Regions from separate parts of the Capsicum annuum genome. Here region 2 is linked to region 1. A link is a contact called in public Hi-C data. All regions are on one chromosome and are shown on one strand. The core of a region is the stretch at or near the end of the contact, and the rest is flanking DNA. Distances in the headings are between cores, read along the strand shown.

Region 1 (7,494 bases), core at 2,022-4,521:
ATGATTGGACCTTGAAGCTCTCATGACTAGACCATACGACTCGTATGAAGTCTCTCGTAACTAGGACAGAACTTGGTCAACAACACACTGACCAATATATGACTAGAATCGCTGACCCATTACAACACCGTACGACTTATGATGTGAGTCGTATGATTAGTAGAGAGTTCAAGACTCAGGAAATTCACAAGGGCCAAAGTCCAGGGCGTTTCAATATCCCAACAGGTGATTCACTGGAGAAGAAAAGGTTAAATTTTTTAAATGTTGTGTTAAAATTTTATTAAACATAAAGGATCCTTGTAATACAATTCAAATTCAATATTATATATCTTTATGAATTCGAAAGTTCTTATTTCATAATAAATATAATACATTTCTAACTACAGAAACTGATTTAAATTATAATAAAATCTTTGAAATTCACATATAATACTTGTAATACTTTTGGAATAAACATATTTTAGTTATATATATTCAACATGTATATTGAAATACGTCTTTAATACGTATAATATATTGAATTCAAAATATAATAAAATTATTATTTATTTTCTCTTATTGATGATGTTAAAACTGTGTTTAAAAATACATTATATAAGTATTTAGATATTTTCTTATTAAAAAAATAGATAAAAATTTAGGCATTGTATATGTACTAAAATTGATAAATAAGGTATATATTTATGCTCTTTATGTAAATGACTCATAATAGTAACTAAATTTTTTATCCGTAAGAAATATACACCCTAATAACATATCTTTACAAGTTACAAATAACACACATTTCTATATTATAAAGAAAAAAGAGGCTGTTGACATGGGTGCTTCATGTTATTTTATTTCATACAAAGGGAATTTTGGTCATTGACTCCACAGGGTAATAATGATTTGATATTGTATATGCAACTACAACATTCAACAAAATATGTAGTTGCTTCCCGTTTTCTCTAACTCTTTTCCTAGGGTCTTTCTATTACTTCTCTTTTGCTTTGTTAATCCAAAAAAAAAATAAAAAATCAAAGATAAGGTTTGTATCGGGCATGTTTCCTTTCCAAAATTATTTCATATTACTATATTTTAAATTTTTTATTATAAATTTTTTATTTTTATTTTTTGTGTTGTAGTTTTGGGATTTTACTGGAGTTTTTTATTTGGATAACTACATAACTTAACAAATATTGATTCCTAATTATTTGATTTAGTCTAAATTTCAATTAATTACAATCCATAAACCCTCTTGCCTATTAATTATCCCTAATTACAATTTATAATTTCTCTCATTATTTTCTCTATTTTCTATTATTCTTTTTTTTTTCAGTTTTTTTCTTCATTTTTTCTTTTACTTTTTTTTTTTGTCTTCTCTTTCTTTTTTCTTTTTTCTTTTTTCTTTTTTCTTTTTTATTTTATTTTTTCTCCTTCTTTTTCTCTCATTTTTTTCTCCTTCTTTTTTTCTTTTTTTTTCTTTTCATTTTTCTTTTTCTTTTCATTTGTGCAAATTAGCAAATACAAATACAAGTGTCAACTATAAAATACAAATACAAATGTGAACTATAGCATACAGACATAAGTGTGAACTATCATTTGTATTTTTTAATTATTGAAAAGAAATGATTGGTTTTCTTTCTTCGAATACTTGTTTGTATTTATTGATACGAGTTGTATTTATTGATACATATAAATACAATTCAAATTTTTATGTAAATACAATATGTACAAATACATATTGTATTTGTATTTGTAAAATCATTTGTTTGTAATTGTATTTATATCAATTGATATTTATTTATTTACAAATACGAATGATAATTTTGACATATAAATACAAAATGGTACATTTGTATCAAATGATACAATACATATTTATATATTTTAGAATCAAGAAAATACAATTAATGCATTTGCTTGTTCGTTTACAAATGCAAATGATAAATTATACGTGATCACAGCTTAATACAATATGCAATCAACTTACAAATACAAATACAAAATAATTCTTTAAAAATAAAAAAGGCATCGACGAAAATAGAATACAAATACAAATATAATCTAAATATACAAACACAAAAAACTCACAATACAAATATAATCCAATATAATATATGATCAATTATGAAATACAAAAATACAAAGCAGTTCTTTAAAATATAAGTGAGAATTATATAAAATATAAATGATGGTGCGAACTGACAAATACAAATACAAGTGCAAACTATAAAATACAAATATAAATGTGAATTGCAAAATACAAATACAAGCACAAACTTTAAAATACAAATACAAATACAATTGTATCAATGAATACAAAATTATAAATGATGGTGTGACTACAAATACGATAACAATTGTGGTAGTTACGTTATCAGCCATTACTTGTGCTCGAGTAATTATATTTTTCAAAAATACGAAAAATATAAAATAGAACCAAAAAAATGATAAAGAAAATAAGTACAAAAAAAAATAAAAAAGAAAAGAAAAAAAGAAAGAGAAAGAGAAGAGAGAAAAAATAAAAATAGGGAAAAATAGAAAAAAAATAAAGAAAAAATGAGGAAAACACAAAAAAGAAAAATTATTAAAAAGAAAAAAGAAAAAAAAATAGTATTTTTGGCGAGACTAAATATGTAATGTATTTATGTTTTATATGATTACAGACCACTGAATAAAAGTGAATATAGTGGCTGTGAATCGAATACAGCGGTTAAATGGTAATGCATTTATATTTTATATGAATACAGACTATTAATAAAATCGAACACATCGGGTGTAAATTGAATACAACGGCTATAAATGATAAAATATGGTTATGAAAGGTGAATTTTTCAGCAAAGTATAGCTATTTTTGAAAGATTCCTTTTTTATCCTAACTTAGAAGGAAATCAAATTTGACTCTCCTAATTGTAGGTAGATTAAATTGATTAGTTGGAATTTAATTGGGGTTTGTTATCTCCATCTTTTATTTTATTGAAAGAAGAGGAACCAATTCAATTTTGTAATTTTTGCATATTTTAGATTGTTAAAAGCTTTGTACTTGATCCTTGGTGGTTCTCTTCAAACTCAATTTTTAATCTCTGTAGTCATGTTCTTTTCGACATACTCTCGGAATCTGACTTTGCAAAGTAATTGTGTAGTTTCTGATCAATTAGAGACAAAAATAAATAAGTCTTATAATTTTGACCTATGATTCTAAATTTAAGATATCGGTATTTTTTAGTAAGCAAAGGTGCCCATGAATTTGCAAAATATACATCTTACAATTGTTGTTCCAACTTCAGATGCACCCGTCTTTCAATTTCTTTTCCAATTTTTTTAATTCTTTAATTATGAGTTTACGGTACTCTTTATTTGGCTAAAGGGGTTATTTTTCTTGGGTATATTCGATTTTTATTCATAATATCTCTACTCATATCATTGTTAATATTTTACAATGTCAGGTTTCTCAAAATCACGAAAAGATTTAGCATCAATGCAATTACTCCTACAACTGCAGAGAAGTAAAGCATATAACAACTCTTGATTCTTTATGATGAAGAGGTACATTTTATTCAACTTACTTATGCTATGGAAATTAATGCACATCACTGAAAATTATAGTGTTTGATCATTGTACATAGAACTACCTTTAATCTTGAGATGTAAATTAAGTACAACTTAATTATCAGAAAAGCTAAATTAATATAATATTTCACAGAAAACGCAAGTTTGGTGCATTATATTCGGCAGTGACATGACACATTATGCAAATCTCCAGCGTCCCTTTCATACCTACCCATTGTCCCTTCCAAATATTAAAGAATCAAATTTTGGGTATGACAAATCAATCAGTGACTTCACCTAGATAATTGACGGAGAACCAATCGTCAGATCAATAAAAAAAGTAAAAATCCTCTGAATAATCCACTACCACCACCAACATGATTCGATCTTACAACATTTGACATCTTTTACCATCAATTAGAATCTGAATTTGGTATCATAACTTTTGATGTATCATATTTTTTATCGGCTAGTAGAGTTTCTTTGGTTAGTTTCTTACTCATTTATTATGTTTTTTTTTTTTTTTTTTTTTTTTTGCGAGATGTTCTTGCTATTGTGCTCAATGTTGGGTTATTAATATACACTGCAAATGAATTAAGAATTGAAGACTTTATTATAGTTGATAATCAGTAAGTACACATTTTTTTCTGCTTTCATTATTTTTTTATTTCTCTTTTTGCTGAAAACAAAAGAATAAATATATAACATGTAACTCCTACCCCTTTTTTGTATCAAAAGAGTTTACCATGTCTCACTTTTTGGTCATTATCTTTTCCTTTATTTCCCTGTATAGATGTCTTCTCCATCTCCTCTCCCTTTGCATACAATACAAAAGCAAAAGTAAGAACAAGCTCTATCACTTCTCCGTCTTTCTAGTTGTTATCGTCATATATTTTTTTGGGGTAAATTAAGTTGTTGTTAACTTGCAAGTAGAAGTATTTTGTGGAAGGTGACTCTGTAAGGGCATGTCGTCTAAAGTCATGCTTGGCCAACCAATCGTCAGTTTTACTCTTTCTATTTTTTTTTTCTTCCCTTGATCTGTATAGCTAAATTCAGGTAAATAAATATTAATTCCTCCGTCTCATTTTATGTGTCATCATTTTTTTTAGTCAATTCCAAAAAAAATATATCATATTTTCTTATTTAGTAAAAATATTTAAAAACACAATTACATTTTTACCCTTATTTGACCCACTTAATTTAAAAAAAGATAGTTGCATATTTTTTGATAAAAAACAATTTAATAAATATTATCAAGTATTCCCTTATTTCTTAAATTTTATGCCCAATCAAATGACGACACATAAAATAGAACGGAAGAAGTATTATTTATTAATTAAAAAAATATTGACAGATACTATATTTTAGAGATGAATAAAAAAAAAATACTCCCTCCGTCCCAAATTATGTGTCGTCATTTAACCGTACATGATATTTAAGAAATAAGTATTGACTTTGTTAAAGTTACAAAATTATCCTTTTTAAAAAAAAGAGTAATACTCTCTCCATTTCATAATAAATGAATTGTTGAATTTTGGCACACATATTAAGAAAAAATCATTAAAGACATAAATTTAACACAACTTTTTATTTTTACTCCAAAAAAAAATTGACCTTGTAATACCTTTTCAAAAGTTAATTGGTTGTCAAATCATAAAAGCAAATTTGAAAAAAAATTTAATGATTCACTTATTTTGAAATATTAATAAATACCCCAACAATTCATTTATTTCAAAACGAAGGAAGTAGTATTTAAAATCAAGTGAGATCACTTTTAATTGAAAATACAAATAAAAAAGAAGTAATAGTATTTTAAATCAAGAGAGACCACTAAGGATAAAATTATAATTGTGTTTTTAAAAACTTAACAAATAAAGAAAAATGATATTCGTTTTGGAACGTATCAAAAAGAAAATGATGACATATAATTTAAGACGGAGGGAGTAATTAGTAATTGAAATGGAGAGAGTGCTTCCACAGGAAAAAAGAGACTTGTTCACTATTAGATCAAAGTTCTGAAGTCTTATTTCTTTTTTTTAAAATATATTTTTCAACTAATCTGCCCTTATAGTTTGTACTGAAAGTAGTAATGCGTTGACTTTCTTTTGAGGATACGTATAATCTAAAACCTAAATGTTAGGTTAGCTATATGAACCTATTAAAAGAATCATTATCATTTTGTCTGCTTTTTGCATATTTTCATGTGTGCTTGGAGGAATTAAATATCAAGGCTTGTTTCTGCATTGTGATGAGCTTTCTTCTTTGCTGATTTTTTGATTTAGGATTTCCTCTTTTATTAGCTTTGATTTTCTATTTGCTTCTCCATAAAGTATCCCTTCTGCAATACAATTTGAAGTTATTGTTCGTCTGTTCTAATTAGGAAAATTAAATTATTTTGTGCCGGACACTCAAATTCTAAATATTAAAGCTCATGGGATATGTGTGTGTGTTTTAGCTTAATCTCACATTTTCTGCTTTATGCATCAGGTCTCAGCCTTAATATTACATTTCTCAACCTAGTATGCATCATATTTTGTTGTAAAATTTAGCTACTTGACAAATACTATCAAGTAATTAGCATGTTCTGCATATTTATGCTTATTATTTCTGTAGCTTAATCTCACATTCTCCACTTTATACAATAGGTCTCACCTTTAAGGCTACATTTCTTAATCCGACGATGAATCATATTTTGTTGTCTATGTAAATAAGATAACTATTTATAAAACTTAGTTACTTGACAAATACTATCAAGTAATTAGCATATTATGTATATTCATGCTTACAACACATAACTCGACTTGTACGTACATAACTCAACCTTGATGTTGAATCCGTGCTGACATGAGTTGTACTCCCCTAAATTTATAACAAATATGACATTTTTAAAAATAAAAAATATATACAAGAGTATAGTAATTCATTTAAATGTTGGTAAGCCTCTCCATTAATTAAGAAATTTATTTTCATTAGCAAACTTTCAGTGCACTATTTTCTCTCTCTTTTCTTCCCCTTATATATCTCTTTTTAAAAAAGAAGAATTATCTAGTCTTCCCTTAAAAAAAAATAAATGTTGAACAATTATTAATCGAAAAATAACCTCTTATTTGCATCTCTTCTTTTTATTTAAACAAAATTTATTATGCATAAACTTAATATACATGCACTATATTTAATTGAAAAAAGAGTCAAATATGCTGCTGAATTTTATGAAAATATTCAGATATATCATCCGTTAAAATTATAGCTCATTAATATCCCAGTCATTCATGTTTTAATCCATATATACCCTTGTTATTAAGTTTTAGGTCATATATACCCTTGTTGCCAAGTTATCCATGTTTTAATCCATATATATCCTTGTTATCAAGTTTTAGGTCCTATATACTCTTGTTGCCAAGTTATGAGTCATATATACCTCTGTAGCCGTTAATTGCTTTGCTGAAATTTTTCAACCCTCTTTTTCTTTTTTCTTCTTAAGAAATTACATTTGCCACATCACTTTTTTATTTCCACATCACATATAATTAAATTTACTCCTTCTTTTGCACATTAAATGTCTATCAAATGCTCTCATCTACCTCACAATCTTCTCGAATTTTCTCTAATTTTTCGAAATCCATTTGTTGTATTTTCAGATATTTGCATAACTGCTTCTCTCTTAACTGACAACTTGCATTTGTTGTCTCTATATGGACTGTCTTTTTTACACTTCTACATTCCAATTTCTCACTTGGGTTTTCGTTATTCTTCTTATTCATGATATTAAAATTGACGGTGGTGCGAAAGATGGAGTCGATTGATATGATACTAAAATAATTTGCAGTTGATAAGTACTTTAATTCTTGATTTTTATCGCAATTATGCATTGAATTTTTATGGGGATGTTCTTGACTTTTTTCAATTTTTATTTGATGATTCTTGAGGTTTTGCAATAATCGGAAAACACGACAAAGGAATTTC
Region 2 (7,494 bases), core at 2,884-5,383, 130 kb before region 1:
TAAAATTTAATTTAAAATAAATAAATAAATAAAAAGATTAATTATCTATGTAAAATTCAATTAAAATAATAAAATTAATTTACTTTAAATATACGCAATTAATTAAGATAATTTTTTATTTTGTCATTATTTATGGTGCACCGATAAAATTTTGAGAGTTGAATAGAACTTTTATCTATTTTAAAAAAAAAGTATTTTAACTTGTTAATTATTGTGATTTATAATAATTTTTACGTAATTATCAAATAATATATTTATTCCCTGTGTCCCAATTTATGCGACTTCGATACAAATTTGAGAATCAACTAAAATTTTTAAATATCCTTTAAATATTTTAAGTTGTTAATTATTATGATTTACAGTACTTTTTCTTTTATCTCAATTTTATGTAGCATTGCTAAAATAATGAGAGTCAATAACATTTCTATATGTCTTTTAAATATTTTAAGTTATTAATTAAATAAATAATTTTTTTTACTTCCAATATGTAGTTATAGTTAATTAATATAAATTAATAGAATTTATTAAATATTTAAACCATTATGATGAAATATGAAATTATTATATATTTGAGGCATGGTATGTAATTAAGTGAGAGTGGAGGAATTTTTTGGTAATTGCATGAGAGGTGGTCGAAACTACCTCTTCTTTATAATAGAAAAGAATAATGTCTAAATTAGTTGTGTTCGGAGGCAAACCCAGGATTTGAAGTCTAGGGGTGCACCAGTATTATCAAAGGCACACATAATTTCTGAATAAAGACTCAAATTTATGTTGATCGCTCACCTCGTTTAATGTGCAATTTAGGTTCTAATTTATAAGATATACTTTTCCTTGTCAATGAGGCTTTTCTGGAGATACCAACACTAAACAATTTATATTTCACTTAATAAAAAAAAAATTGTGTTCATATATTTGTCATTCATGCTTATATTATTAGTCTTGAACTAGACATATGTTTATATATTTTTTCTCCTTTATGCCTTTTTTTGTTAAATCTCACGCTTTATTTGTAATTTGTGCTTAAATATAATGGATCTTGAAACTTTTTTTTGCCTTTTTTTGCTTTTGCTAAGGCGATGAGAATTGTCTTTAAAACAAGAATTTGGTTGAGGAGAATAATATCTATCCATTTCAATTCACAAGAATCAATAACAAATTCCTATAAAATAAAAAATTCATCAAGAATATAAGTAAAAATAATTATTTATTTATTTTTAATCAAATCCCATGAACTTAAATAGAAGCAAGAAAAAAAAAAATTACACACTAACTTTCAAGTAATAAGTAAATATTAAAAGCAATTAACATTACCCAAACTTGAATCAAAAAATAAAAAAAATGAAAGGAAGAAATGTGTACCTATTAGCATCAAGTAGCGTCCAGTAGCTGGTGGCATTTAAATATATGAGAAGTAAAATGAAAAAATAGAGAAAGTCCATCAGGACTCGAACACGCGACGTCAGGCCAGAAGGGCATCAACATTTGAGTTCCAAATCAGTGCACCCACACAAGTATTATTATTGAGGGTGCACAATTAAATATATTAACACTTTAGTAGGATATATATATATATATATATGTATATATATAATTTTTTTTAAAAGTTACCGAGTGCACGTGCACCCTCGAGGCACCACGTGGGTCCGCCTCTGGTTGTGTGTACTATCAATATCCCATTTATTAAGTTAATTTTTTGCATTACTAATGCATAGAAAATTTTGACATTAATAATACATATTTTAATACACAATAATGTCTATAACTAATGCTTGTATTAGTTATACATATGTCAAAAAATAATAATACATATTTTAATACACAATAAAGTCTATAACTAATATTTGTATTAGTTATACATATGTCAAAAATATATACCAAATAAGATATTAATAGCACACCTAACTAATGTAAATATATTTTTTTTAATACAATCTGTCAAACGACTCGTAAGTGCTTTTCATTGGAAATGAGCCTACAGTTAAGTAGTTATAAAATGATACGTCCTAAGATTGACCCTATCTGTATATATACTTCCTTATCTAATAGGAAAAAAATACTCCATATATACTCAGTTTTATTTCTATATGAACTTGTTTGATTGAGCATAAAAAAAAAGAAATTAGAAAAGATAATTATTATTAAGTGATATGATTAATGATAAAAATGGAACTAATCGACTCCTCATCATTTTTTAATCTCAGTTTTTTCTCTTTTCTTTCTGTTGTTTTTCTTTTTCGGATGAATATCTTCATTTCCTGTGTTATTATTTTCTAGATAGAAGGATGAAAATGAAGGTATATGTGCCATCAATCCATAATAGCAGTCTTTACTTCCATGAAGAAATCAGAAAAAATAAATTGACCAGGACTTGATGTCATGCCTTTTTGCCTCCTCAAAGGGTCTCTAAAAGCTGGTTGGAAATACTAGAATTTTCAGTGAGACACTATTTATAAACTATGTCGTCTATTCTTCATCTAAGAACTATTTTATTGGTCACCCACCTAGATCAGTAACAAATGCAAATACCCATAGTACTTCAATTAGGAAGTCAATTTCATAAAAATCTTATTTCTGTTACATCTATCAGAAGCTTCAATTTTATAAATTTCAGATATTTTTTCATTTGTATTTTTCTTCTTCATAAAAATTAAATACTGCGAACCCTCCTCTGAACATAATGATACGATCAACGCACTTGAAGGCGGGCAAAATATCAGAGAATAAAAGTACTTGTATATGAACATCTTAGCAGGTTTAGTAGATCACAATTGCATAGCTTGCCGAATTTGATCGTCCAAAAGAGGCGCATAGACTTATTTTAAAAATAAATTTTCCCTTTGAATTGTCGAATATACAAAAGGAAAGAAATAAAGAAAATTACAGTAAAATCAAAATACATGTAACTAAAATTTAAATTACTACAGTACGTAAAATAAAACGAAGCAGCTAGGAAGGATCTTGTTATTAGTGGGGGTTATGTACACAGCACCAGGTCTCGATCGGTACTGAGAAAAATTTGAAGTAGAAAATCTCAGCGATCATTAATGTAGTGAAAGTGACAGAATCACAAAGTAGCATAAAATCATTAGTGATCCAGGCCGCCTAAGTTGAAATTTTGAAAAATAGAACGGCTATTTATGTCAATATCTCTTTTGACTAATCAGAACATGAAGTTATTAATTTCAGACTTGTTCTCATTAGAAGGAGAAGAACTATCTTCAAGTCTATTGGGAAAATTATCAGCTCGGCCTGGAACAACAGCATCAGGAGTGGGACTGCCCAATGAGCTGAACATGTAAGGCAATTGGTTTTGTGGTGGTGGTTGCGTCTGAAAATGGATACTGTAAGAACCACCAGCAGAAGTAGGTGCGGTATTCGGATTCACAACTTGTTGATTATTGGACCCGAAACCTATGTAGGTCCCCTGCGATGCGAATGGTGCAACAGGTCCACCAGTGAACTGTTGCACCATGGCACGAAAATTAGCCGTATCCGTGTTCAACACAGTGGTTGGTGTTCGTCGAGAAGCCCTGGATCGGCGTCTGATAGGCTTGGAAACCCGGCCATCAACCGGACCGGTACTGTGTTGGTGGTGATCTGGAGCACTGACTAAGGAAGTGACAGTTGTGGTGACTACCGTGGCATCAGAAAACATAGGGGTTTGTGGCGATCTTTGAGATTGATAGAATTGTACCCAATTGGTGGGATTTGGCATAGTTTCACTCATGCCCATACAAATAAAAAGTAGGACTATAGAAAAGAGAAAAAAAGTGAAGAGTATGAAAGCTTATGTAAAGAAGAGGAGAATAAAAACACAGGATGAACCTTTGAATTTATAGTAACATAATTTTGGCTGGTCAAAGTATTATAGTTCTAGTTAGTGGCCGGTCCTTATTGACACGTGAGTATCACGTGGGTCTGCGGCAATAGAAAATGTGTTCTATTTCTGTTGAATGATCCTCCTTCCCTCTGGTTTTTTTTTTTTTTTTTTGCATCTATTAAAGTCCCGATTAATTTAGACCGCGCATTGCAGGACTAGAATTTTTTTCATACCCAGAGTGGAACCATTGACCTCTAATAAGAATGAAGCAAAGTCCCGATTAATTTAGACCGCGCATTGCAGGACTTATTAAGGTGTCTGTGCTCCTAACAGAATTTTTTTCATACCCAGAGTGGAACCATTGACCTCTAATAAGAATGAAGCAGCCTATCCACCGCACTACAATCCATGTTGATTTCTTTCCTCTTGTTTCTCTTCATGTGAACAAGATATACATTGACAGTTCAACCGGAGAAAACAATCTTACGTATATATTTTTGTATTAGTCCTTTCTACTGAATGAGAAGTATTAAGTTTTGTAACACGTTCTTTGAAGCTACATCATATATATGTATTACTGGATATCGAGGGGTACCTCTTTGACTCAATTTTTGTGAAATAAATATAATTTAAATAATTAATTATATTTTTAAATATATATTTAGATATTTTAAATCATTAATTATTATAATTTTTAATCATTGTAATTTAGATGTTGAAATAATATATATATTATTTTTCTTTTTCGAAATTTATGGCATTGATAGTTAATTATAATTTTTAAATAGTTTAATTATTGTAATTTATAATATTTTTTCTTCTATTCCAACTTATGTGACATTGGTATAATTTCGAGAGTCAACTAAAGATAATATATTTTTAAAAATTTTTAAATTGCTAATTATTGTGATTTATAGTATTATTGACATATTTTTTTGAAATATATAATAGATTAAAAAAAGTAAAATAAATAAATTAAAATGGAGAAAAAATGAAGGCAATGGAAATGACCAATGAAATTGTGTCAAAGAGGACATGTTGACCTGCAGTCTAATTGATCCCTTTTCCTTTTATAATTTTGAGAGTCGGATAAATATTTTATATCTTTTAAATTTTTAAGTTGTTAATCATTGTAATTTATAGTATTGTTTACGTACTTTTTACAAATATATAACAAATTAATAAAATAAAATAAATAAATTAACTTGAAGAAAAAAAATGAAGGCAACGAAAAAGCCCAATGAAATTGTGCCAAAGCACGCATGTTGGCGGCATGATCTGGAGCCTGCTGGTCATAATTTCATTGATCCCTTCTCCTTGTCTAAGTAAGTACTAGACATTGAAGTACAAATCCAGTATATGTTATTTTTTTGTCTGAATTTATGTGACACAAATATAATTTGGATAATGAATCATTAAAATAATTTAAATTTTTTATTATTGTGATTTATAATACTTTTCTTCTATTTCAATTTAAGTGACAATAATATAATTTCGAGAGTCAGTCGAATCTTTTGTATCCTTTATATTTTTACAAGTTGTTAATTATGTAATTTATAATACTTTTAATATAATTTTTCAATAAGATATTAATAATCTCTCCGTCCCTATTTAAGAGTCTTCTCATTTTTGAAAAATTTATGTTACTTGAGAAAATTGAAGGAAGTGTGTCATTTAAGTTTTGAATGAAGAATTGGTGACATTAACCAACTTAAAGGGTCAAACATAATTAGAAAACTTGATTAAGTTAATTGTGAACTTGATTAATATTTTTATAACTTTCTAATCTTTTTAAAAATACAAATCAACCCACACCCTTTTCCGCTCTAAATCAACCTTATCCCCTTTCTCTCTCGACAGTTTCTCACAACCAACAGGTGTCGATATCAATTTATGCGGAATCGCTCCACCTATAGTCCCCCGAACCACATTTTCTCCGAATTGATCTTGTAAAAGATCTGCTACAGAACAAAAATTTCTTCTTTCAATCCCCGGCGACTTCAACCTCCAGCGATAAATAGTTGGGCTTCGAGTTTCTTTTCGACTTTCAACCGTCAATTGACGTGACAACCTTACTTTCCGGCCACAACAAGTTCAAGTTCTTCATCATCCCTTTTCTTCTTTCACAGGTAAAAAATTATGGCCTTTTTAGTTTCGAAACAAAACAGGAACTTGAGCTAACTTCTCTTCTAGTATTGGTTAACAATTTCAATATTTGTTGCTTTAATTTGAAATGCGGTCTGAATAAAATCCTATTTCTGGTATTTCTTCTCTTCTCTTTTTGGAGTGAAATATGATTTTTTATTGTTTGTTGTATTTTTTTAAGTTTGATTTTTGTTGTTTGTTTTGTACAAACAAAACAACGATGTTGGTATTTTTCGTATTGCACCCATTGCTGGGTTGATTTGTTCTTGTTCTTGGTAAAAACGGTGATATAGTTGTTGTTATATTGAACAAAATCATGCTACTATTTATTTTTGGAACATATTAACCTTCTGATACAATAGATTAATCGTCTAATGCAACAGATTAACCATATGATGCAATAGATTAACCATCTGATGCAACAGATTTACTATCTAATGCAATAAATTAACCATTCGATGGAATAAATTTACCATACGATGTAACAGAGGAACCATCAAATTAAAAATATGATGTAATGGATTTACCATCTGATGCAACAGATTTACCATCTGATGCAACAGATTTATCATCGAATTAAAAATTTGATGCAACAGATTAATCATATGATGCAACAAATTAACCATCTGATGCAACAAATTTACCATCGGATGCAACATAAGAACCATCAAATTAAAAATTCAATGCAATAAATTAATCATCTGATGCAACGGATGAAACTTCTATTGGATTAAATCCTATCAACTATTTAAATAGGACATGTCCAAGACTTGATTTTTTCAACCGATCATTCATCCGTCGCGATAGATGACTCTTTTGTTGGAAGAAATCTAAACAATTTTGACCATTGATAACGGTTCCACTAGATCACTCATATGTTGCAACAGATGTGTGATCTATTGCACAGACCAGCCATCTGTTTCAATAGATGAGTGATCTGCTTTTATTATTGCAACAGATTAATCATCTATTGCAATAGGTTATTTATATGTTGCAACAGATTACTCATATATTGAAATAAATGTGTGACCTGTTGCACATACCAGTCATATATTTCAACAGATTAGTGATCTGTTTTTATTATTGCAACAAATTCCTTATCCATTACAATAGGTTAGTTATATATTGCAATAGATAACCTATCAACAGATGTGTGATCTATTAGAACTATTATTTTACTATTGTACATATTAGATATAATGTTATCCTTTTTTAATGATGCATTAATCAATTATAATCTATTTTATGTTCCTGTTATTTTTAGATTATATGGTTCCCACAAGGATAAAATTAAATCAAGTTCAAGTAAAGGAACAAGTGAAGCAGTTAGGCTACATCCACCACTCTCTGATCTTGCTTTACAAGCGTTAACTCAATCAGAAGATAATGAACATGGGGAGGAGGAATGTTTCAAAAGAGATGATCCAAATGCTAATAGCTCTTTCACCAAAGAGTTGGCCAAAACCTACAACATTGATTGTTATCCTCTAAGAATGCAGTGTGATGGTGCCACAGATCTAACGGGT

The links. Hi-C and Micro-C count contacts between places; a contact is called where the count stands out from the background.
Region 2: a Hi-C map of leaf shows a contact between it and region 1, with 3 times the contacts expected there. The contact joins the promoter of LOC107856714 here to the enhancer-like site in region 1. A contact is called at or near these places in 3 of 5 Hi-C or Micro-C datasets (bud, leaf and placenta).

Annotation. Positions count from the first base shown.
Region 1 is chr7:58,568,143-58,575,636 of UCD10Xv1.1, reverse strand. No RefSeq gene overlaps it. Among protein-coding and RNA genes, the nearest start is that of LOC124885576, 4.9 kb to the right of the region's middle. Within about 2 kb of position 3,271, at least 3 of the 5 cell types and tissues checked have an H3K27ac peak or open chromatin away from gene starts, as enhancers often do. A contact at or near this core is called in bud and leaf, where this site is marked.
Region 2 is chr7:58,701,950-58,709,443 of UCD10Xv1.1, reverse strand. LOC107856714 (VQ motif-containing protein 22-like) reads right to left here and starts at 4,133. Exons shown (of 1, transcript XM_016701696.2): 1 at 2,817-4,133. The coding sequence starts at 3,736. The coding sequence ends at 3,164.